2 separate regions of the Mus musculus genome follow, and region 1 is linked to region 2. A link is a contact called in public capture Hi-C data. All regions are on one chromosome and are shown on one strand. Each heading gives the region's core, a stretch centred on a gene start, on an enhancer-like site or on the middle of the called end of the contact. The rest is flanking DNA. Distances are from core to core; before and after follow the strand shown.

Region 1 (5,410 bases), core at 1,032-3,531, 1.6 Mb after region 2:
CAACCATCACAGCTAGGTCTGCAGGACTCCTCATTTCACCAAACTCAAGCTCTATGGTCTTAAATTATAATAACTCTTCCTCTCTCACCAGCTGCCCAACAAACCACTTTCTACTTTCTGTCTCTATGATTTGGACTGCTTCTGGGTCCTATCTTTACAGTTAATAGCATGGCGCATGTTCTTCTGAGGCTGGCTTACTCTACCCAGCAGAATGCCCCCATCAGTACTGTTGTATATATCAGCATCTTTCCTAGTTCCAGGCTGAAGTACACAGACCTACTTTCTCAATTTCCCTTTGCTGCTTGGGCTCATGACACCAAAGCTAAGAGTTCAACAAGAGTCACTAGTCGGTGGCTGGGACTTGAGTGCCTTCTCTTCTCAGAGTTTTAGATCTGTATCTCCTACAGTCCATGCTTTGATCCACTCTGTGTTATTTTTTTTTAGAATGTCCCTGGACTAGAACTCATCTGTGCATTGTTTCAATTGAAGAACAGACAGTGCCCAGCATATAGAGGTTCAACTAATATTTTTGTTTTGCTTTATAATGATCCAGAATCTATATACACTTCTATATACACTTCTAGTGGTCTTGTATGTTGATTTCAGTATAGCCTTGCACTAACTAATATATGCACTCAGTGGTCCATGATCATGGTACAATACTCTTTCAGTGCTAGGCAATGATATTGAATGGCAACTCGAAGTTTAGCTGGCTGGGGAGATTGACAACTGCTTCTAGTGCCCCAGGTTGTTAAGCTATAATGCTTGGTAACTTTGATTACTAAATTCACTTTAACTTATTGTATTTTCAACTTATGGTAGATTTTTAAGTTTAAGAACATCAATAAACCCTCCTAGACAGAGAGTGGAATCCTCTGTTGCATGGGCCAGTTTACCCCTGTTTAGAATTTCGGAGTCAATATTGGGTACCAATTTGGAAGCCATGGTATGTATGATCTGAACACCTCTTTCCCCTCATGTGGCAGCCTCCGCCCTCTTCGGCTTGCCTCTCTTAGCATGTAAACTCTATTCCAGGGCTGGAGTAAGGGGAAATTAAAGCCATGTTTCTTAAATGATGCTACTTCCATCAACTGGATGGAAGGCTGTTAGCATCACTTCAAATGGTGAAGACCCCAGGAGCTCATACCTGCGTCTCCTCCTTTCCTCTCTCAACACTCACTACCTCAACCATCTCATCCAAGCACGAGGCTTGGCATCACCTAGACTTAGATGCAAATCTCAAGGCTCTCCTGAATGGCTGGTTCCCATGTCAACTGTCTCATCTCCACTTGGTTGTAAATAAGCATCAAAGGAATAAGTTCTCTGCATTTTCCCGCTTCTTTACACAGATTTCTAGACCGTGTCTCTTTCTTTGCAGGAGTGCCATTGACAATTCTAAAAATCAAGTTTACCTGGCTTGGAAAAAGAAATCCACTATGACAAAATCTTCAGATATAAAAAACAATCCTTGACATGACTGCACAGTTTACAAAGGCCTGGCAAGCTTACTGTCTCATTTGAATCTCTCCAAACACTTCATGAAGTAAACACTACCGGAGTTACTGAGCCCTCCCAGGGCTACACTGATAGACAACAGTGATGAAGAGGCCACTGCCCTACAAACTCCTAGTCCAGTCCTTTCACAGACCACACATAAACAATGTCTCAACATATGAATGACAGCCAGCAAGCCATGAACTATTCCAGCTGGGAAACGCAGCAATTGCCAGTATGCAAATTGGTTTTGTCTTCCAGATTCATGCTTTGCCTTGCAGAGTCATCTAACCTACCAGAGTCTGTTGCAGATAGCCCTGAGGCTAATTGTATTTGATATTAACTCTGTTCTTCTCTAAGGGGCTGCGAACAAGGAAAGAGTCAGCACTCTGGTGATTTCCTGCAAACCTTCTTCCCACCTTAATTTATAAATAAGAGCTAGAGCCGGTGATTAGGCAGAGAAAAAGGGAGAGGCGGAGCTGAAGATTTGGGGAGAGAAAGAGAGAGAGGACGACGGAGGAGGAAGAAGAAGGAAAGTAGAGTAGAAGCACATGGCCTGGAGAAACCGCAAGTTATAAGAGGTCTCTGACATGGGGAAGATGGTAGTGTAGATCTGCCCAATCTAGGCGCACAGCTTGTACTCATATTAATTGAGTTGTGTTTTCACTGCCCGGGCTTATTTGGGTTGGAGATTTATAGCAACATGAGTCATGACACTCTGCTCTGCTAAGTGAGGTGATGATGGCGCCCACCTCGTGCAGCTGGCCACACTTAGAATTAAGAGCTCAGTAGTGACATCACTCCAGAGCATGTGCTCCAGGGGCATTTCCTCCTCCTGCTGCTACTTCCTCTTTCCCCATCCTCACTATTTAAGGGTCATTTTGTTATTAAGACTAATTTTCCAAGAGGCCACCTCTTCCCTGAAGGCCACTGGGATTCCTTCCATCTGAACTACAATTGATTTTGCTGTCTAACTCCTTTAAGAACTAAAAGAATAATTTGTTTTGGCTGTTTTCTTACTGACCACATATTAAAACATATCCTCCTCCAAAAAAAAATAATAATGACAATATAAATAAGGCCAAAAAATGTGGCAGAAAAATTAAGCAATTACTTTCAAATCAGATAACCAACCTGAGTATTTACATTCTACATGTATGCATATATATGATCCTTCAAGTATATTTTATGAAAATCTCAAATGTGTTTTATAGTATACTTGACATAAATACTATATAGAATAGATATCTATTCATTAAAATGATATGCCTTTGGGCTACAGAGATGACTCAGTAGCTAAGAGTGTCTACTATGCAAGCATGAACACCTGAGTTCAAATTTCTAGCACACACACACACACAAGAACCTGGGTTTGGCAGACCATGCCTCTATAACACCAGCTTTGGAGAGGGAGCAGGGTCAGAACCTCTGGAAAAGCTCACCAGCAGCTTAGCTCCAGGTTCAATGAGAGAATGAGAGGACAGGACACCAGCCCTTCTCTGGCCTCTGTATACACACATGGTACACACTGGAATAAACATATGTACAAAGAGCACACACAGAGAAAGTTAATATACTTTGCATCATCTATAGCACCCCATTACACAGATGAATATCCATCCAAATAGCCATCTTTTGTTTCCACATCTTGATTTTTTTCCTTAGTATTCATTTAATATTTTTTTAACCTTAAGCCTTATCCAGATCATAGGTTCCATTAAGTTAGAGTCTATTCATCTGATACTACTTAAATTTTTCTAGCGTCCAAAGTTATCCCTTGAAAACTGTAACCGGATCTCTAATTTTACACTGGTAGACTGTCTACATCAGAAGTCAACTCTCTGAAAGGGCTAGAGCTTTCTGAGCATGGTAGGGCATGCCTTTAATCCCAACAGTCAGGAGACAGAAGCAAAATGGATCTTCATGAGTTTAAAGCAAGTCTGGTCCACATAGTGAATTCTAGGAGAGTCGGGGATATAGAGAGACCCTGTCTCAATGTGATAGACACTAGTCCTGTGTATGACTACTTAATATTTTTAATTCATTCTCTCATACATTACATCCCCTTCCTCCCTCCACTACCACTACCACCCCCTGCCTACTCCCTTGACATCCAGTCCTCCTCATTTTTTCTTCAGAAAAGGGCAGCCCCCCCCACCCAAGGGATGAACGAGTGAATGTTGATTCATAAATTAATGAGAAAGTGAATAGTAAATAAACTAGAAAATTCTCCGAATATGCATCCAATTTTATTTCCCACAGCACTAATCAGGGAAAGCAGTGTTTGCTCTTTTGTCATTGGTCCTGTGACTTGCTAAACTATATTACAAACAAATTCAGAGATGGATTCTTTTGGTTTCTTTCTTTCTTTCTTTCTTTCTTTCTTTCTTCCTTTCTTTCTCCCTTCCTTTCTTCTAAAGCTCCTAAAGATCTTTCCTTGTCCTCGTGTTTGTTTCACCTGTGTGCATAGATAAAAGACTCGGAGTGAAAAAACCCAATGAGGTGAGAACACATCCCATGGAACTCCCATTGAGGAGTTTGCTGGATGGGCTTACACTCTACACACTCAGATGGCCATATTTGTTCCTCCCAAGGAAACTGGACACCCTTAATCCAAAAAGAATGCAATGCTAACCAAAACGGGAGAGGCAGGATTGGTTGCAATCCTTTCTTTTTCAAAGAGCACTCAGAAGAGAGGAGAGGAACTCTCTTAAGTAGCCCTCCTAGATCTCCTTGATGCAGAAGGGAAATCACTCTAACACCTGCCTCGCCTACTTACCATCACCCTGATGAACACAGCAAGAGTCTATTGGGAAGTGAAACTACAAGCAAAAGAGCTGAGGTAGAAACAATGAAGTTTAGATATTGCCTTATAAAAAATAAATAGATATGCTTCTTAATAAGCCTTGAAGCAGTGTGCCAACGGAGGACGTGTGATGGGACAGAACAAAGCTCAAATCATGGTTGAGATGCCCGGTGTTCTGGGTCCCTGAGCGTCTTTGCAATTCTGTTTCATTCTGTATTAAATGTAGATAGTAAGGCCTTTGTAGTAAGCATTAGAGAAAATACAGACTGTAACATGCAGGCCTCTTCCCCATGCCCCTGATGAAGTTAACATTTCTTGATTTGCAGCTAAGATTTTTATTTCTGTCTGGATTCCAAGCCCCACCAATTGTTATCCTGGGGTTATGATAACTAAAGTAGATTGATCTTCTAAAACTTTAGAAAATTCTATCCAAAATCAGAAGAAACTTTTCAAGATAGAAGCCCAGGCAAAGATTCTCTGAATAGAACAGGAAATACTACCAAAAACTGACAAATGGGATGGCATTAAACTAAAAGGCACAATGAAGGAAACAAACAATAGATGAAGAGAGAGCCTGCAAAAGAGGAGGAATCTTTGCCAGATATTCATCCAGCAGAAGACGACTATCCAGGGCACATGAAGAATTCAAAGCCTTTAAAATGTAAAGGATCAACAATTCAATCAATTAGCAGGTACATTAATTGAACTATACTTCCCAAAAGAAGTACAAATGCCCAGTAAGATCACAAGCAAATGTTCAGCAGGTTTAATCCTTGGGCAAGTACACTGAGATTCCATCTCACTCCAGTCAGAATGATCACCAAGAAAACAAAGCCTTACCCCCCACCCCCAAAGCTCCCAGGGTCTAAACCACCAAACAAAGAACACACATGAAGGGACACATGACTCCAGCTGGATATGTAGCAGAGGATGGCCTTGTCAGACATCCAAGGGGAGGAGAGGCCCTTGATCCTGAGGAGGCTCGATGACCCAGGGTAGGGGAATCCTTGGGTGCTGAGGCAGGAGTGGGTGGGCGATGGGGGAGCACCCTCATAGAGGCCAGGGGAGTGGGAGGGGATAGGAGGCTTGTGGAGGGGAAACTGGGAAGAA
Region 2 (5,430 bases), core at 708-3,207:
GTTTAAGAGTGCATCTGGAAGCAAGCGGACACTCTCAGCTTGTTAGTGAAGCTACGGTCCATGGAAGCTCTGAGGAGCTGATACTAAATCCTGCTACTCTGCTTCTCAGCTTCGCTTCCTTTATTTCAGGAAGGAGCATCTTAACATCCCTGTCCTCTTCTTATCCTTTCTCTAGGAGAAGCACATTCTGGCTGGCTGCAAACTGGACTTAAAATCATGTACTTAAAAAGCTTTTAATGGTTTGTCATTGTTATTGGGCGTCTGCTCTCTATAGGCGCACGGTGAGTGTTTATTGAATTACTGAGTGAATGGTGTATATAGGCTTTCCACACCCTCCCCTGCTGAACTTCAGAGTCTGCGTCCTTTTGCCCTGAGGATGCCCCCGGCTTGGGTAGCAGCAGAAACAGTCAGCCAGTGTAGGTCTAAATCATTGGGATGATTGGATTCTTCCAGAAGCTTTATCTCTGTCGATGATTTTGAATTTCATGCCTCACAATTGCATGACCCTTAGCCAGTCTGGTCCTGGGATAAGAATTGATGCTTTCCCACTTCCTCATTGAGGGAACTGCAGTGTTGGCTTTAAGATGCAGTGTAAAGGTCACCTCCTCCAGGAAGCGAGCAATCTTTAACTCTAGCAGCTTCTGAGTGCTGACCTTAGTATGAGCTGCAGAAGCATCATACCCCTGCAGGGCTCCAAGTCCTCTCAGGAATATGAGCAAATTAGATGCAAATATCCCAGGTGCACCTGGAACTTACAGTACAATAGGAGACATTGATAGTTGCAGTCTTCCTTAGGAGGAGCAACTGTCCTTTGACAGTACCGTCTTCCTACTCTTGCTAACAAAGATGCGGAAGCAGAGCTTTCTGTCTTTCAAAGAGAAGGCTGGGCTGGGGGACAGAGTCAGAGTACAGCACTTGCTGGGAGCACATGATGACCTGGGTTTACTCTTCAACATCCCCACTACACCAAGGGGGAAAGAATACGACGAGGGAGCTTTTAAAATATAAAAAAAAAACGCTTGATTTCTGCTGGGTGTGGTAGCATCAGGGAGGCAGAGGCAGGGAGATCGTAAGTTTGAGGTTAGCTAGGACTGTACGGTGTGAGACTGTATTAGTTACTTTCTTTCATTGCCTCAGTCAAAAACCTGATGGAGTTACATTAAGGGGGAAAGGGTGCTTTGGGGGATACATTTGAGAGGATTCAGTCACTTACTGTGGGAACGTCACTGTAACAGGAACATGAGGCAGCTGTTCACACTGCAATTGTAGTCAGGACGCGGAGAGATGAGCGCTGCTTTCAGCCCCCTTTCTCCTTGTCAGTAAGTCCTAGAATTCAGCCGGTTGAAAATGTGTTGCCCACATTCAGGGTAGATCTTTCCATCTCAGCTAACCCAGTCTAGAAACTCCTTCGTAGGCTTTGTCAGAGGTGGCTCACCTAGATGCTCCTAGATCCTGTCAAGCTGACAATGAATGTTAACCATTGCACCCCCCACTCTGCCCCCCACAAAGTGAGATAGAACAAACCCTCTCCTGATTTCAAGTATGTTCAATTCAGATTTTAAGGGAAGTCCCAGGCCAAAGGAACAACTGTTTCGGGCCAGTAGATTGCAGCCTTCAGGCTATAGGGCTTCCCCCCTTAGGTTGACGTAGCTCCTTCTGTTGGGCCATGACTCTGTATCCCCATATCCCTTCAGACAACAGCACTCATGGCAGGCATGCTCTACTTGCATGGCAGTGGACTTGAATGCTATTTTGGCCACCTGACATCTCCTGACCCAGAGTTAACTGATCTTTCCTTAGAGTTATCTGCCTAGAATTGAGCCACTCCCTTCAGTCTCCCCTCAACTTCCAGGCCATACAGAGCTGGAAAAGCCACCACTTCCTGCATTCTACATAGGCCTGCTCATTTCTCTTCCCTCTCCGCTTTCTCAACACATGCCGGTTCTTTGTTCCTGTTGCGTGGGCTATCATGAGTTTCCCAACTGCTCTGTGACCTTTCCCTTGCTGGCTGCTTAGCCACTGAGTGAGGATTTCACTGGAAGATCAGAATGACTGTCACATTTCTCTCCACAGACAGGAAGAGATTGTAGCAGGGTTGCTTGAGGAAGAAAAACCAACTTCCCATCCTGAGGAGAATAGCCACATGTCATTTTATGCAGGGTTTTTTTTTTTTTTTTTTTTTAAATCATTTTCCATTTTATTGAGCTTTTTACCATCTTCCTGCGAGTTGTAAGAGGAAATTGGATAGGGACACAAAGGGAGTGGAGCTTGACGTGGACCCGGAGGTATTCGAGATTGTCCAGAGGGACAGTAAAGAGGAATCTTCTTCCTGGAAGGTCCCAGCCTTTGTCTCTGAGAAAGGTGGAGTGAGAGAAAGGGCAAAGAGGAGGAAACTGTGTCATTAACACAGTCACAAGCTGGGGGCTGCGGAGGAAGCTCACCGGTCAAGAATGTTTGGTGTTCTTAGCGAAGACCAAAGTCCTGTCGGAAACACCCACATCTGGCATCTCAAAATTGCCAGTGCCTCCGGCTTTGGGAGCGTCCAACACCCTCTTCTGGCCTCTGTGCATCTAATGTACATTCACACGGATGTGCACAGGACACATAAATGAAAAGTGAGAATAAACCTTAAGGGAGATAAGCGCATCCTGCCATTACTTTGTATTGGTCACAACTCTAATACAGTGTCATTCAGATGTTAACCCCGTTCCCTAGTATTCTTCCACGCTCACAAATGGTGGAGGCCACAGTCCCTGTGGTACAAGCCTGAAAGCTAAGCTATTTGGGAAATAAGGCAGGAAGAGGTTGAGACCAGCTTTGGCTACCGAGTGAGCTCAGGGCCAGCTTGGGTATCATAGCAAGAGTCTATTTCCCGTTACCCTAGCCTCTTCACCCACCCTATCTTTTCTTTTGCTCATTTTTTTTTTTTTTTCTGTAGAATACAGTTCAATGACTTGGAGTACATTCATTGCACAGCCTTCCCTATTAACTATTTCTAGAACTTTCTTCATTATCTCAGACTGAAAGTCTATCTGTTAAGCACTTTCACTTCCCTGCCAGCTGTGGAACTTGCTGTTCAACTTGGAGTCTAGGACTCTGGCTGCTCTCTTACACCATCTCTGTGAAAGTGACTGGCCCAGGCTGGTCTCTGACATTGCCATCCTCCTGCACCATCTGCCTGGTCTCACTCTGCTTTGAATTGCATTTCTCTAATGACTACTGACGAGTGTCTTTTTATGTACCCATTGGATACCCGAATATTTTCAGAGAATCTTTTGTTACTATTGTAGTTATTGTGTTATAAAAGTTCCATGATGTCAGTTCCCTCTCAGATACATAGTTCTTGATATTTCCTTTCTATTTTCTGGGCTGTCCTTCCATCTCTCTTGAGAGTGTCTTGTCCCATAATATAAAATCATTTAGTAAAATAATTGCTTTTTCTCTAGGATGTCACACATCATTAGATAGCCTCAGTCTTACTGTGTAATCAAAGGCAACCATTAAGTTCTGATCCATCCTCTCCCTCCTAAGTGCTGAGATTAGAGCTATGTGCCATTATTTCTGGGTTTATATGGCCCTGGGGATCAAACCCAGGACCTTGGGAATGTTCGACAGGCACTGAAGCTATGTACACCCTCAGCCCTTTGTTTCCCATTTCGATAATCTTGGCTACCTTTTTGTTAACTTTGGTGTGAGAAACCCAGTTAAAGCCATCTCCCTTGGTGTCAGGGCCCAGGACTTCGCCACGGCTGTGTTGTCCTCTAAGACTTTAGCCTTCTGGCCTTTGGGTCAGGTATTTGCACCATGCCTAGTACTAGTTCAGCTGTGCAGTCCAGGCAGGCCATAAACTCAAGACTCTCCTGACTTGAGCCTCTTAAATACTGGTGTGTGTTACTAAGCTTGTGCATCTCATTCATCTTCCTAGCATCCCTTTCCAGGGTGCTGTTGGCCCATTTTGCATATTTTAAGAGTCCAGCCTCTCACTTGCTTGTGGCAGAGATCCCCTGAGAGCAGCTCACTTACCCCTGGATTAGATACCCTGTGTATGAAATCATCTGCTGAAAGCCTTTCCAAGGTTGTTCTAGATTTCTTGCAATTACAGACTCTCTAAGTTGCAAGGGGACTTCTCTGGCTATGTTGTTTGTCCTCATAGGTAATCTACAGGAATATCCTTGTGTGTGTGTGTATGTGTATGTGTATGTGTGTGTGTGTGGGGGGGGGGGTTGGAGGCGGGGGAGGGATGGTTTAGAGCACAACGCTATGGTTGAGAGGCACAGTCAACTGCATTTACCTCATTCTCTCATTACTTCACTGGCCAATGAAATTAATTGTCTGGGCTAGTGTCTATCATTAAAGACAAAAGGAGAGCCTTTTAGTTTTAGATTACATAAGTACATGTTTGTGTGTGTCTTTTGTCAACCATACTGGCCTTGAACTCAGAGATCCACCTGCCTGTTTCCTCCTGATGGTTGGGATTAAAGGAGTGTACCATCATGCTCAGCTAGCTTCAGATTTAAAAGAAGTCAAGTCTACAAAGTAATTTGCCCAGAGAGTCGTTGAGCATTCCCTGCTGATGTCTGAAGATCACTTTCCATGTAAAGACCTGAGGTTCAGAGTAACAGAAGTGGCTCCCAGGGGCTCCCAGGAGGCTCAGCCCTGGCAGCTCTACAGTTTATTTTCTCCATGAGGGATCGAGATGGCGGGCAGATTCACAGTTCACCCAGGCTCTGCTCTCTGCTGGTCCTGGGGTGGCACTTTCCCCTCCTGAGTTTCCAGCTTCATTCAGGGGCTGGAGAGCTGTGAGGTGTCTCCTTCCAGCATGCTTAGTTTGCGCAGCTACCTGTAGCTGAATGGGAAGAAGCCCGGCCCTTCTTCATGTCTCCTGGGCATGAAATACCTGTTCAGTTCTTATACTGCCACATGCCTGACATTCCACACCCAGGACCCAAATTGCTACCTCCCTGCCTTCCAGAGAGGGACCCAGTTTATCCCCAGACCCTACTCATTTGGCTATTCGTTCAGGCCTGGAGCCTGGACTTTTCACACCTGAGCTCCTGGCTGGAGACCTGCAGCTTTCTGATGGTGAGTGACAACCAAAAGTCCTTCATTGTCCCCGTGTGTTAGAAGGCAAAAGAGCAGAGCATCATGGGTGAGATACTGGTCTTCAGTTAACCCAGGGGTTGCTCGGAGTGTGCCTTCTACCCCTTCAAACTCAGGTCTAGTCACTCAAACTTCTCCAGGCTCACTCTCCCCACCTGTAAAACTAGAAAGTTCAACCTTGAGCAGTGAGTTGAATGGGATTCTAAGCACTTAACATGCGTATGCTGCCACCCAGAAGGTAAGCATTCAAGTACTGACAGTTGGCATCCTTCTTGTCTTTGAGTCCCGGGATATGCTTGCTGGCGTCTGTGCTGATGGTAAAGAGAATTT

Evidence for each region. Capture Hi-C pulls out chosen DNA fragments and counts their contacts.
Region 1: a capture Hi-C map of bone marrow-derived macrophages shows a contact between it and region 2, with 12 times the contacts expected there. The contact joins two enhancer-like sites. A contact is called at or near these places in 2 of 484 Hi-C or Micro-C datasets (embryonic fibroblasts and myeloid progenitors), 1 of 115 datasets of contacts at active chromatin or transcription factors (T-cell acute lymphoblastic leukemia) and 2 of 9 other capture datasets (bone marrow-derived macrophages and embryonic stem cells).

The regions. Positions count from the first base shown.
Region 1 is chr15:63,663,455-63,668,864 of GRCm38.p6, forward strand. No RefSeq gene overlaps it. Among named protein-coding and RNA genes, the nearest start is that of 4930449C09Rik, 52 kb to the right of the region's middle. Within about 2 kb of position 2,282, at least 16 of the 459 cell types and tissues checked have an H3K27ac peak or open chromatin away from gene starts, as enhancers often do. A contact at or near this core is called in bone marrow-derived macrophages, where this site is marked.
Region 2 is chr15:62,054,619-62,060,048 of GRCm38.p6, forward strand. All of the region lies in intron 1 of Pvt1 (Pvt1 oncogene), which reads left to right. Among named protein-coding and RNA genes, the nearest start is that of Pvt1, 19 kb to the left of the region's middle. Within about 2 kb of position 1,958, at least 71 of the 459 cell types and tissues checked have an H3K27ac peak or open chromatin away from gene starts, as enhancers often do. A contact at or near this core is called in bone marrow-derived macrophages, where this site is marked.